Linked DNA regions of Arachis hypogaea: region 2 is linked to region 1. The links are chromatin contacts, called in public Hi-C maps. All regions are on one chromosome and are shown on one strand. Each heading gives the region's core, a stretch centred on a gene start, on an enhancer-like site or on the middle of the called end of the contact. The rest is flanking DNA. Distances are from core to core; before and after follow the strand shown.

The links. A called contact is a pair of places that touch in the nucleus more often than the background predicts.
Region 2: a contact with region 1 is called in a Hi-C map of leaf, with 1.9 times the contacts expected there. The contact joins the promoter of LOC112732834 here to the promoter of LOC112732825 in region 1. A contact is called at or near these places in 4 of 8 Hi-C or Micro-C datasets (all in leaf).

The regions. Positions count from the first base shown.
Region 1 is chr13:115,714,284-115,721,639 of arahy.Tifrunner.gnm2.J5K5, reverse strand. It overlaps LOC112732825 (CBS domain-containing protein CBSCBSPB1), which reads left to right and starts at 4,611. Exons shown (of 14, transcript XM_025781631.2): 1 at 4,611-5,044; 2 at 5,118-5,277; 3 at 5,369-5,501; 4 at 5,597-5,734; 5 at 5,898-5,979; 6 at 6,103-6,216; 7 at 6,303-6,369; 8 at 6,493-6,598; 9 at 6,834-6,901; 10 at 7,229-7,344. The coding sequence starts at 4,920.
Region 2 is chr13:115,904,684-115,912,039 of arahy.Tifrunner.gnm2.J5K5, reverse strand. LOC112732834 (gamma carbonic anhydrase-like 2, mitochondrial) reads right to left here and starts at 3,173. Exons shown (of 2, transcript XM_025781644.3): 1 at 2,633-3,173; 2 at 385-1,079. The coding sequence starts at 3,023. The coding sequence ends at 703.

The DNA.
Region 1 (7,356 bases), core at 3,362-5,861:
TCTTAAACCGCGGTGTCTATCGCTGGAGACATCGTCGTCGTCAAAACAGTGGGCTGCTGAGCGGATGGAGGTGGTGGAGGAGTCCACTCTGGTGAAGCAGCCGGATGACTTCCCAGTTGCAAGGGTGGTGCAGCAGCAGGAGCCACATAGTTGGAAGTAGGGACCATTATGAACGGTTGATCCAGTGCACCCATTGCCTGTGACGTTCTAGTGAATTCAGAGTTGAAGACGATGACCGAGAAGTCCCAGGGGTACCAGTAGACACCCTCCCACTACCATGACCACGAGGCCAATTCGTGACACCTCTACCTGTCGTCATGTCTGAAAAGAACATACGAATTAAATTTAAATTTGTATCCATTAACTTTCACTAAAACTTTCAAAAATATAATTCTTTACTTATAATTAATCAAATTAAAATCTTATAAAATTCAAATTTGCAACAACAATTTCTGTCATTCTTATTTTTCATTTTCATTCAAAACGATATAAAAATTTTGACAAAACCTCTCCTAAAATTCATATTTTTCCACCTTTTAAGGTTCCATCCAAATTAAATATCTCTCAACCCTACTCAACTTTTTAAATATCAAACAATTTACTCAACATAAATTTTCTTGATTTGTTATCTTTAATTTTCTTGAAGTTATTAATTTTTTCAATCATTAAGGCAACAAATGAGGGTTCAAATCCTAATCCACCCACCAAGAGGCTTCAAGCATTGTTAGTTTGTTACTAATAAATTTTAGTTGTAGAGCTATTAATCCTTTTTTAATCTTTAATCAACTTCAACTCAATCATTTAAACAAACTTCAAGAACATAAATCATAATACCTAAAACGTTAATCAACTCAAAAACTCAAATCATAATACTAATTAACAACTAAAACCTAATTAATCCTAAATTTAACAAAAAATAAACAGAAAAATTAATTAGAAAATGATCATATTATCGGAGAAGGGAGACAGGTGCCTGGAGGTGGCTACTGGTGGTCGCCGGAACGTCAACAGCTATTGCTGGAGGCAGAGAGAGCAACGACGACAAAATGCTAGTGGTGGCCGACGCTATAGGAGCAGCTGACAGAAGTCGTTGGGAGAGAGAGAGAAAGAGAGAGAGAGAGAGAGAGAGAGGAGGCGAGAGGGGCGTTAGAGGGGCTATCGGAGAGGGCTGTTGAGGGAGAGATAAGAGGTTATAGAGAGAGAGAGAAAAGGAGGCGAGATGGTGAGGAGAGAGAGAGAGAGATTCGAAATGAGGGGAAAGAAGGTTTGTAGTTCGAATTTAGGGCACAATTACCGTCAGATTTACCGGTAAATATATCCGGCGGTAAAGTTTCACCGTTCTCCAAAACGCAATGTTTCACTAATCCATAATGCACGTGCCAATTACTTTTTTACCTCCAAATATCACCAACGAATTTAACATCAAAAAATAGAAGTCGACGGTATTTTTTTTGACGAATTTATTGTCAAATCCGTCGATAAATTCCGATGCTAATGTCCGACCATAAATTTGACGATAAATTTTTTGGTACTCAACATTTTTTTTGTAGTGCATCATATAGAATCGACTTCATTATCAAATGATAGATGAGTGGTTGAATGATTATTTGATTATATATATAAAAAGAGATGTTCAATCAAATTGATAATAAAATAATTATTTAATATTTTTAAAACATAAAAATAAAAAAAATACCTTTAAGATTTTAAAAAAATATTAGCAATAATGTAATTTTTTATATTTAAATAACTAATATATACTTATATTTTATGATTTAAATTTAATATATTTTTTAATAATAATATTTATTATTTTTATCTCCTAACATAAATGGCTGCACTACTCATACCGTTGTATGAGTTTTACCGGTATACATTGACAATACAAATTGTTTTATATATTGTTAGCCATTAGAATACAATGATTTGTCAAAAGAATTTACTATAACATCAAATATGATAGTATATAATTAGATAACACTAAGAAACTATAATTATTGTTGTACATTAAATTCATTCGTTATAGGCCCTACTTATCCATTAAATCCAAATAAAATCATAGAGAAATCTCTATGCTATCCAATTTGGCATTCAATCTGGAACTAATTTGTAATTGTAATAAGTCTAGGATATAAATTATAAGAGTATTTTAGTTTTACTCTCATTTTATTTTGGATCTGATTAAATGTCATATAAATATTTATAAAATTATATATTATAAAATTTAATTTAAAATTTAATGTGAAATTTGTCATTTCCATATTTATTTTTATTTTAAGTTAAACTTAAATTATTTTTAATTATTTCAAAAGCTAAAAAAAGAGGAAAGTATCGTTTTTGTTCCCAACATTTAGGATAAGTTCTAAAGTTGTTCTTAACGTTTCAACCGTCCTAAGTCCCTAACGTTTTAAAATTGGTTCAAAGTTGTCCTGCCGTTAGAGATCCGTTAATAGAATTGACGGCGGGACAAAATTGAGACGATTTTGAAACGTTAGGGGTTTAAATAGAACGAAAACGTTGAGGACAAAAACAATACACAGAAATAAATTTTAATTTTATCCTTCAATAATATCAATTTTTTACTGTATATAATATTCAATTATTTTTAATCACATCTAAGTAAATTATACTTAATCACACTAGCTACTTTCATTCTAAATAATTTTTTTTTATAACTTTAAGTGTAAAATTATAAAAAAAATAAATTTATTTAGAATGAAAGTAATGTGATTAAGTGTAATTTACTTAGATGTGATTAAAAAATAATTGAATACTATATACAGTAAAAAATTGATATTATTGAAGGATAAAACTAAAATTTATTTCTATGTAATGTTTTTAATTTTTATCCCTAACGTTTTGGTCCTATTTAAGTCCTTGAAGTTTCAAAATCGTCTCAATTTTGTCCCGCCGTCAATTTTGTTAACAGATCTTTAATGGTAGGACAATTTTGAAATGTTAGGGACTTAAATAGGACTATTGAAATGTTAAGGACAACTTTGGAACTTACCCCAAAAGTTGAGGACAAAAACGATACTTTACTTCTAAAAAAAATAAAATTTTGTGATTATTGAGAATTTTGTGCATTTAGATTAAAAAATAAATTAGAATTTTATAAATAATTACAAAAAAACTTACATTAAATTGATTTAGATTATTTTTTTTACCAAATTGATAAGAAACTGACAAAAAAATAGAATAATAAAATATAAGAGTACAATTGAATATATCTAATTTATTTGAATATATTTTGATTGAGTTCTTTTACAACGTTACAATAATAATATTATAATAATAATATTACAATGTTCATTTAATAAGTTTAATAAATTATACAAATAACAATATATTACTAATTTTTCGTAAAAATTAATACTCAATGCAAATTTTAATTTTTAATCATTTTAATTATTATAGAAGTCAAAAGTAATACCTAAAATTAATTCTATTAGAATCGTTCTAAGAGAGAATATAGAATAACAACACATATACTAAACATTACGAACAACAAATTAAAAAAAAATATTAAATTAATTTTAAAATTTAAATTTTTAATTAATTAAATATTTTAAAATTTGAAAATTTAAAATTAGCATCGCTAAACTTATGCACACCACTTACGGGTCATCTCATCACACCGTAACAACTTTTCCGACCTTTGCCACGCAACCACCACAGTGTCCTGCCGGTCCACATCCACATTTTGCCATTGCCGCTGGAGGCAACTTTGACTTAAGATGCTTGTCCATTCGAGATTGCTGCAGTCCCACGATACCCGTGCAGCTGCAGCCACTGCTGTTTTGCGACATGGTGGGATAAGCCAATTTATTGTTACATCCGATAGAAAATATTAAAAAAAAACCCTACGAACTGAAGAACCTGCGCGTTACTGTGTCAATGATATTGCTGTAGTTGGCGGTGACAGCGGAATATAGGCGGCGGTGGGACCGACTCAGGGCTAGTGTACCGACACCTTTGACCTGCGGCTTCTTGCTGCTGTTGCTCGGTCTATGGCACCGATGAAAAGTGGCAGCACAACTTCGAGCAGGGGTGCGGCACCGTGCGTGAAAGTGTGGAGTAGAAGGAGAATGGGAATGGTAGCAGAATAGTAATGATGCGTCTGGTAGGAAAGTCGGCACAACACCGGCTTGATAGGGAGAAAACTCGACAGCGCTGAAGTTGGCTGGTGAGGTAGGAAACGATGCGCAATCAGAATTTGGGGAGTGGTAGTGCTGTAGTAAAAGGATTAAAAAGTAGATGATTAAAGTGTAAAAAGTAAAAATAAAATTTTTAAGAGAATAATCGGGGATGAATTTTCTTTTTTCACTTTTTGTTTGTCAAAAATGCAGTCAACTGTTTACGTTATTTACAATTTTCGTTGTTTAGCTAACGAAATTGTTGCTCTAATTATTCATTAATTTTGCTAACATATATACTTTGTGCAAGGTAGGTATTTATTAGGTGCTAATTCAATGCTTTTGTTCTAATAATAGTATATGTTCATTATTATTTTTAATTTAAATTTTAAAAAAGTTAATAAAATGTAAATTAATGTAGTCTGCGTTATTGAAATGGAATAAAATAGACAAAGCAGAGTGACTTTAGTCATTAGTGAGAGTGATAGTGTTTCTGCTACTACCATTTTAGCGCAAGGGGATGAATGCAAATTTGGAGGGCTCACATTTGAGAGTAATACGTGTAGAGTCCAGCGTAGTTCGTGTGTCCTACAAAGCGGGAGCAAGTCATTTATCGTATTGGCTCCATGGGAATAGCCTTCAACGTCTCCTCTCCCATCTTTCTCTTTGTCTTGTTATTATTTTTGGTCATCAACTTTTCCCTCTCAATCAATCGTTTTAATTTCTCCTTCGCGGGCTGGTCCTCGGGAATATCATTTCCCGGCCACCGCTCATCCAACCAACATGGCAAATCACGGTCGAAGGAGTGTGTCATTGACCAACAGTCCCTCACGCCCTAAGAAGAAGAAAAACTTCTCTTCCGAGCTTTCATCCCCTGATATTCGAAAATCCTTTACTCCTCAACGCACGTATGTTCTCTATCTCTCTAATTGTTCTTTCACTTTTCATCCTGTTCTCTCTAATTGTTTGTGATTGGAACAGGGGAGAGAGAACTGTGAGGTCATTAAGACTTTCAAGAGCATTGACAGTTCCCGACTCAACAAGTATTTCTGAAGCATGTCGTCGTATGGCTGCTCGCAAAGTCGATTCTCTTTTACTAACCGATTCGAATGCTTTGCTCTGTGGAATCCTGACGGACAAGGTATATACGACGTGAAACTCTCTGGATCTTATTCTGTTATGCAAGAACTTAATTAATTCATGAAGTTCATTCCTCTAATAACTTGATGAAGGATATAGCTACAAGAGTTATTGCGCGCGAGGTTAATCTTGAAGATACACCCGTTTCCAAGGTTATGACAAGGAATCCAGTATTCGTCCTTTCCGATACTCTTGCTGTGGAAGCACTCCAAAAGATGGTTCAAGGTTGGTATATATACATTCATTTTTCATGCAAGTATCATGCGTTACGTTGCAGGGTCTTTCATATAATCTTGTACGATGTATATATATACCATCAGGAAAATTCAGGCATTTACCTGTGGTGGAAAATGGAGAAGTTGTTGCCATACTTGACATAGCAAAGTGTTTGTATGATGCCATTGCGCGTCTTGAAAGGGCAGCTGAGAAAGGAAAGGCAATTGCAGCGGCTGTTGAAGGTATCGAAAAACACTGGGGACCATCTGCTTCTGGTTTGTAGAGTATCTTCATTAATTAATCAATTAGTTTTATGATTTCTTATTAATTAGGGAACTCATCATTGGACAGAATTAACTATTCCAGTATCTGCTTCATGCTAATTTGATTTATGCCTTAATGCAGGCTCCAATTCCTCATTCTTGGAGACTCTTCGGGACCAGATATTCAAGCCTTCTTTGTCTACAATCATTCCTGAGAAATCAAAGTAGGTAATTACTTTTAGATGTTTGAATTGAATAACCTGGCCTTTTATTTGTTTGTATTTTTAATCTGGAGTTATTACCTACCGGCAATCCAAGTTAATGTTGCAGATTCTGGAACCTTTCAGGGTTATAACAGTTTCACCAACGGACACAGTTTTGGCAACAACAAAGAAGATGCTTGAACTTCGTGTCAGTTGTGCTGTTGTCATGGTTGATGACAAACCTTGTGGTATCCTCACGTAAGTATTTAATTATAGCCAGTTTATTTATTCTCTGAATTCTCATACCTTATTGGTGGACTATATAATATGCCTACTAATTTCAGTTCAAAGGATATCTTGATGCGAGTAATAGCACAAAACCTTCCTGCATCAACAACTCTTGTTGAGAAGGTACATCATGATCTATCTAGTCACATATATTTAGGACCATTTTCCCTACCATGTAATATATAATAATCATATAATTGTCCTTCTCTTCTTTTAATTTCCTTTTTCTCTTCTATTTAATGACAGGCCATGACTCCAAATCCAGAATGTGCAAAAGTTGATACACCGATTGTTGATGCACTTCACACCATGCAAGATGGAAAATTTTTGCATCTTCCAGTGCTTGATAAAGGTAATGTAGTAATTCATGAGTTGGATGTACAAAGTAATTAAATAAACGGAAATGTTTGATAACAAAAAAATTTAGCAAAAAATAGTTGGAACTTGCCTTATTTAACATTCATTAATTGTTGAAGTTCTGGGTGTTTTTTTGTCTTCCTAATATTACCTAATATTACCGTTAAATAAACTGGTTGAGAATTGGTACTAACATTGTTATTTTTCTGATTTGGTTGGTTAAAAAGCAGATGGCACTGTTGTTGCTATGCTTGATGTGATACATATTGCTCATGCTGCTATTGCAACAGCTGGTCAGGTGTGCTTCTTGTCAATAAGGCTTGTACTTTTCTATCGTCGATGTGATCCTTTAGATGTTTTTAAGTAGTAGTTGAGGATGAACTGATAAATATCGATATCTTATATATTAATGAGAATGAAGTAGCTACACAGACATTTTTGTCTTAAAATTTGCAAAAAGCTTAGCTTGCTGCTTCATATATTATCATCTATTATTTTCTTAAGCTTCTTAGAATCTAGCAATCTGATCACTAGCAACAAGACATTAAGCATGTTTGTATTATTATTACTTTTAGCAATCTAGCATGTTTATTTTCTAATGGAAGGATAATTTTCTCCTCTTAAGGTTGGAAATACTGCCAATTTGAACACTGAAGCTGCCGACTCCATGATACAAAAGTTTTGGGATTCGGCCATATCCTTAAGCAGTCCAAATGATGATGACGATGACGATTCACGAAGGTGCCACTTATC
Region 2 (7,356 bases), core at 1,924-4,423, 190 kb before region 1:
AATGCCAAACAAAACAATCATAAGCTGATGGCATTACCGTTCTTCCATTCAGTCTCAGAAGATACAAACACCGAAAGGCCCCAACCTAAACATTTCCGGACTCCGGAGAACTACGCAAAGCATATCAGATACAAGTACGATTGATGCTATTGGGTCTACTCTGGTCCATTTATTACTTTTAAAATCATGGGATATAAATCAAACATGAAATGTAACCATGACTGGAAAAAAAAAACAACTATTGGGTCTACTCTGGTCCATTTATTACTTTTAAAATCATGGGATATAAATCAAACATGAAATGTAACCATGACTGGAAAAAAAAAAAAACTATTATTTACCAATGATCATCGAGGTAATACAAATTTAAAACACAGAATCCAGTTTTCTTTTGGTACAAATTAATATAACTTATTAATCAAATTAAGTCCATTTTTAATACACTTGCTTCAAACAACCAAAAAGAGACATACCCCCATCAAATGGGGAAGTAGAAAAAGAGTGCCCATATCTCGCAAGATGCATCTCGTCTCTTGACAGATTACTCGAGTCAATTATATGGGACATCATGTCTTAACTCTCGTAACTTGCAGCAAGGAATACAACAAAAACACAGAAGTTTTCTCTCACTGTTCACATTATTATTTCCTTACAAGCAAAATTCCAGCTAACATCAACATTGAGGAATGGCAACCTGGGATATCAAACAGAAATACCTAATGATTTCTTGAACTTTTCAACTTCCAAATATACTGTAGAATAGGGAAGGAACTCTGAGTAATGATCTCTGCTCAGATCGTTTATCGCAATAGCGAGCTTGGGGATTTCTACTATTTCTTCATGGGTCAAAGACCTAACAAACCTGGCAGGATTTCCTGCCCAAAGTTCACCTGATGGAATTCGCCTCCCTGGCGGAAGAACTGACCCAGCTTCAAGGATTGACTGTGTTTCCACTAGTGAACCTTCCATGAGGATGGAGCGCTGCCCAATGATGCACTCTGGCTCAATAGTGCAGGACCTCAACAGGGAGTATGCCCCAACCGTCACATACCTCTCTATAGAAGTCTCAGCTGGAAGGCCTAATTTACAGAAGAAAGCATATGCAATAAATAAGCAATACATACACAAATATATAACCACCACCAGCAGCAACAACAACAACAAAGTTTTATTCCACCAGATGGGGATGATTAGACAAGGATCAAATGATTCACTGATGTCATATCAAACCATGCTACAGTTTTTCTTGGCCTCCCTCCACCATTACTTGGATTACCCCCATCAAATTCACTCTCTTTATCATAGCTTCCATAGACATTAGTGTATCAACTCATTTAATGCAACACTGTAAAAGAATCGAGCCTTCAAAAGTGAAGTAACTGGATTAATTACCCCCCTTATCCACATTTCTCTATCTGAAAAGTCCAAATATGATAGGAAACGACAATTTTTGGTTTATATATATGGCTTATCCACATTTCTTTATCAAGCCTTCAAAGGTGATTCTTAATAAAGGAAAGCAGGAGCTTGGAAATCTATGATGTATTAAGAGTTATAAGTATAAGCAACAGAATTAACATAATGAACTTGTAAATCTCTAAACAATTAAGAAAAACTGAATTGTACTTCCACCATAAACAGCACCAACAGCAAAGAATTCAACAATTAAAGAACATAAATATAGGGATTAAAGTATTTCGATGATGCCAAAAATTATTACATGCTTCCGTCCCTGCTAAAAGCAAATTAATGGCTTTATACTAGAAGCTCATATCTATCGAGGCACAGGTAACCATCCAATTGTACTCCAGCTTCTCGAGTTAAATGACACAGTGACACAATAGTTGAGAAAGGGAAGAAAGCAATTGGAAACGGTTGAAAATGACCAGAAAACTGAACCATTCATCAATTTACTATTAGAAGTTAAGAATCCATTAAATCGTGAAACAAAAAGAATAAATCAAAGGCTAGCTAATAATATATGATGATTATGTGCCAACACTAAGAGATTTGAAAACAGATTATCAAATGAACTCATTTAAGCTAGTTTATCTTTCACCATTGCAATATGGCATTACAAGTGTTGCAGAGGACATAACATCAAGCATATTTACAAGTTAAAGGCTTACATCACGCAAGATCCGATATAAAAATATGAAGCACAGACAAGTATGAAGGATAAGGATATAATGCGAATAAAACAATGTATAAAAATCTTAGGACGCAATTCAGCTGCAAGACATTATATTAGGTGAATTATGATTTCAATTTTGGCATAAACTGTGGCGAACATGCTAAAATACACAATCTTGATTGTTGTAGAATTTTCATATACATATACATAGGCATAACATTAAAAAAATAAAATAAAAAGGCGAAAAATCCAATTAATAGGATAAAACATTTCCAAAGCATGAATTTTATGAATCTAAACCCCTAGAAACTAGCATGTGGCTACCTGCTCAGAAAGAAACCACCTGCTCAAATAAATGAACAATTTGCAACGCCAAAACAAAACTCCCGCTGTTTGATGTTATATTTCATCAGAAAGCAAACAAACTCAACGAAAATTACAAGCTATTGTAACGGTAATAACCTAACAGAAAAATATAAAGGGGGAAAATAACCTAACCTGTGGGAGAAGACCAAGCAGCGTGAAGGACGCAGCGCTCCTGAATGTTGGAACAGAATCCAACAGTGATCTTGTTGAGATCGCCGCGGAGGACGGCGCCGGGCCAGACGGAAGCAGCGTCCCAGACAGTGACTTGTCCGGCGAGGACGACATTGGGTGCCACGTAGGCATCGACAGCGACCTTCGGGAGCCACTGACCCAGCGGGATTATCTTCCTTTGCCCTCTGTAGTCCCAATTCACCCGATCCGGCGATGCAGTTATCGAATTGGGAGCTTGCGTCGCAAAAGCGCGCTCAGCTGTGTGCAGCAGCTGTGGCGATTCCACGTGGCGGTTTGCTATTGTGTGAGCACTCCTTAGGGCTCTTCTAGAGAAGCGTGCTAGACTCGCCATGAGACACAGTGAAAGAGAGAACTGTGATGGTGAAACAGTGAGTGTGGAATCGGAGATGGTGGGTGTGAGACGACAACAGAGAGTGAGGGAAGGGGGAATGTGTCTCTGGACTATCCAAGAGAACCCGGGTATTTTAAGCCCAATATATGATTTACTGGTTTCACAAGTTGGGCTAACAATTTTAGCCCGGTCCAATTGCTTGTTTACTCTTACACTACATTCTTTTTATTATTTTTTTCAATAATTTGTATAGTGATATTAATTTTGAAAAAAAAATGATAAATACTAATATCCTAAGTTTTATAGGAATATTTTGCTATATAAAACTCCATAATAAATAACTAAAATATTAATCTATATCTATCTATATTAAATTATTAATAAAAAAAATTTACTAAATAATCATATTTCGATGTCTAATATGTTCTACAACTTCCTTAAACGGAATTTTTTTTCTAAAATAAAATAAAAAAATTTTGTTTATATCATGGTCCATTACAAGAGTCAGACTCAAAATGATTAAAAGTTCAATCAACACTCTATAGAGCAAGAATTCATATCTATACCGTGGTCTACCCGACCTGAAAGAGGTCGAACATAGCATATGGGTTTAACCCTACTTGTTTAAATAAATAACTAACTCTTATATATTTTCTTACTGATTTAGAAAGGATATCTACACAACTCCTAGATAAAAGGGAGAAAATAACTACTAAGATAAGTGGATAAGCTACCAAACAAGCAACGGATTGAAGGAGAGGACTCGACTCAAGATCTCGACTATACGTATAGAGCTTTTCGTTTCACTACGTTCAACTTATTCCACTTGTTTGGATAACTTATCCCAAGGAGTGAAGCTACAATAGACCCAACCCTATTCATAAAGATAATTTATTTTCCCTACTATTATAAGTACCTTGACACCTTCAGGTATTTTTCGAACTCCAATCTACTAAAATCCTGCCTAAAATTCTTGTTAATTTGAGCATCAGAGTTTCTTGCAGGTTATCCCACCATCCTCTCTAAAGAGCTCGGACAACAACCCCTTACTAAGGAGACATAGGAGTATCTCATTTCAAAAGAAGTCTGGACCTCACGTTCAGACTCAGATCACATTGATTCTAGGTAAACCTAGGAACATTGGCGTCATTATCGGGGACCTGAAAGTCTATACCCAACCATGGCGGACAACCATCCTAAAGATGGACATACTGTATCAGAATCAGAACCTGATCAACACAATGACGATCATGCAATTGTCATACCCCTGTTCCGTAAAGCATGTTTAGAAATTTAAAACTTTCCTACTGAAGCAGCAATCATGGGGCTCGTTAATGGCCTCAAGGAAAGTCTCTTCTCACAATTCATTTCAAAGAGACATCCGACCTCTTTGTATAAGGTTTAGGAGCGAGCTGAAAAATATATCAATATGGAACAAACTGCACAATTAAGAAGACTTACCTCTAAAAAAATCAGTATCAACTTTGGGAAAAAGAGAAGGAGACCAAGAAAAAATAATACAATAACTCAGACAAACCCAGAAGATATCACTCTTACAGTCCTCTATAGGTCTCACTAGTTGATGTCTACAAAGAGATCTGTCACATTGAAAAAATATCACCTTCCAAGCCCATTAAAAGTAAGAAAGAGAGAAATTATTCAGAATATTGTGAATATCCTAAGATCTACGACATTCTACCGACGATTGTTATGACCTCAAAAACGTAACTAAAAAGTTGGCCAGAGATGGTCGGCTGGACAAGTACCTAGCTAGGAGGTCAGACGACAATAGTAAAAGAAAGAGAGCTTAATACCGACTATAATGAACCCCTGAGAGGCATATCTACATGATCGCTGGAGGATTCACAGAAGGAGAGATAACAAAATCCTCTCACAAAAGATACTTGAAAGAGGTCTACCAGGTCGGAAAGAACACTGAGACGCCCGACCTGCCTACAATAACCTTCACAAAAGAGGATGCTAACAGTATCGTGCCTGGATATGATGACCCAGTAGTAATCACAATGATCCTCGCTAATGCAAACTTTCACAGAACATTGGTAAACCAAGGAAGCTCGGTCGATATTCTATTCAAACTAGCTCTAAGAAGTTAGGCCTAGAAGAAAAGGACTTGAGAGCATATCCAGACATACTTTTTAGTCTAGGGAACTTTCTTATCCAACCTTTGGGGTTCATATCCCTCTACACCACCTTTTTTGATACAGGTATGAAGGCAAGAACCCTAAGCATAGATTACATCATAGTGGATATATCATTAGCCTACAATGCCTTGATAGGTCGGTCAACATTAAATCGACTTACGATAGTCGTATCAATACCTCATTTTTGCATAAAATTCCCTACCCTAAAGAGAATAGTAACCTAGGGGGAGACCAGAAGTTAGCTAAAAAATGTTACAATAAAAGTTTGAATCTACGAGGTTGCATAAAGGGAAAAGAGGCCAATTCAATAGAGCTTGGAGGACTCCGAATTTGTGAAGAATTGAGACCTCAACCTGAAGAAATAATAGATGTACAAATATGAGAAGAAGCCGAAAAAATCATAAGTGTGGGAGCCAACCTGGACTCCAAGTTGAAATAAGAGCTTGTTCAGCTCCTACAAGAAAACTCTAACTTCTTTCCATGAAAAGTTGTGGATATGCCTACCTCGACTTCATGTGCCACAAGCTAGCTGCGTATCCCAGTTTCCGACCCATGTAGCAAAAACAACGAAAACTCAGCCTCGAAATAGCACAAGTCGTGAAAGAACAAGTCCAAGAACTACTAGAAGCCGAATTCATAAAGTAAGTTAAATAACTTTTATGGCTGGCCAATGTCATATTTGTAAAGAAGCAAAATGGGAAGTGGAGGATGTATGTTGGTTATACTGAGCTCAACAAAGCATGTCCAAAGGACCTTTACCCTTTCCTTTATGGATGCCTACTCGGGATACAATTAAATCTCGATGCATGAACCAGACCAGAAAAAGACATCCTTCATCACCCCTAGGGCCAACTATTATTATGTTATCATTCCCTTTGGGTTGAAAAATGCTATGTGGATAACGTGCTAGTGAAGAACAATGATGAATCCATCCTACTATCCGACTTGTCACAAGTGTTCAGCATAATAAGATAGTACGGGATGAGGCTAAATACCACAAGGTGCATTTTCAGAGTAGAAGCAAAAAATTTCCTGGAATTCATTCTCACTCAAGGAAGCATTGAAGCTAACTCGGACAAATGTAGGGCCATTATAGATTTGCAAAGCCCGACCTACTTGAAAAAGCTTCTACCATTGTTTGCAATACTTAAAAAATGGTATGATTTTCAATGGACTCAAGAATGTGAATATGCCTTTCAAAAATTTCAAGAATTCAAAAAATTCTGAAGCGAGCCTCCCATATTAACCAGACCTAAAGTGGGAAAAGAGCTCGTACTATACCTAACTGTCGCTGACAAGGCTATAGTCTCAACCTTCATATGAGAAGGTGAAGAAAGGAAGAAGCCTGTTTATTTCACAAGCAACGCATTGCAAGGGTTAGAATTAAACTATCAAAGGATAGAAAAATTTCCTATGCTCTTGTCTTAACTTTCAGAAGATTGTGACCTTATTTTCAAGATCACACCATTAAAGTTTGAACAAATCAACCTATGAAGCATATCCTATAAAAAAACAAATATTGTCAGGAAAATGATGTAGTGGGCTACGAAAATGTTTGAGTTTGACTTAAAATATGAAGCTCGAACAACCATTAAGTCGTAGTATTTGGCCAACTTCCTTGCAGAATATATTGGGGAATAATAAGGGAGCCCCAGGACTTCGAACCTGTATTTAGATGACTCGTCAAATAAAGCTGATAGTGGGACACGGATCATCCTTGAGAATGAAGAAGAAACTCGGGTAGAACTCTCACTAAAGTTCGACTTCCTGGCCTCCAACAACCAAGCTGAGTTTGAAGCCATGCTTGCAGGTCTGCGAATGGCCAAAGAAGTCGGTGCCTTAAAGGACACAGTTTTTAGTGGTTCCCAACTAGTAACCTCGCAAGTAAATAGTGATTATCAAGCAAAAGATCACAATATGAAGATGCATTTGGAGAAAACACTAGCACAATTGGCCAATTTTTAGGAATATGAAATTAGGCCTATAACTTGGGAGCAAAATACCCGAGTTAATGCTTTCTCCAATTTAGCCAGCATAAAGCCAAGAGGCAATAATAGAAGTCTGATATAAGAAATCCTATAATCACCCTCAGTGGCAAAGGAAATAGGCCACTCAGACATATTGACAGTCTCTAACATGAACTTGGTACGGATGACCCCATTATCAAATAT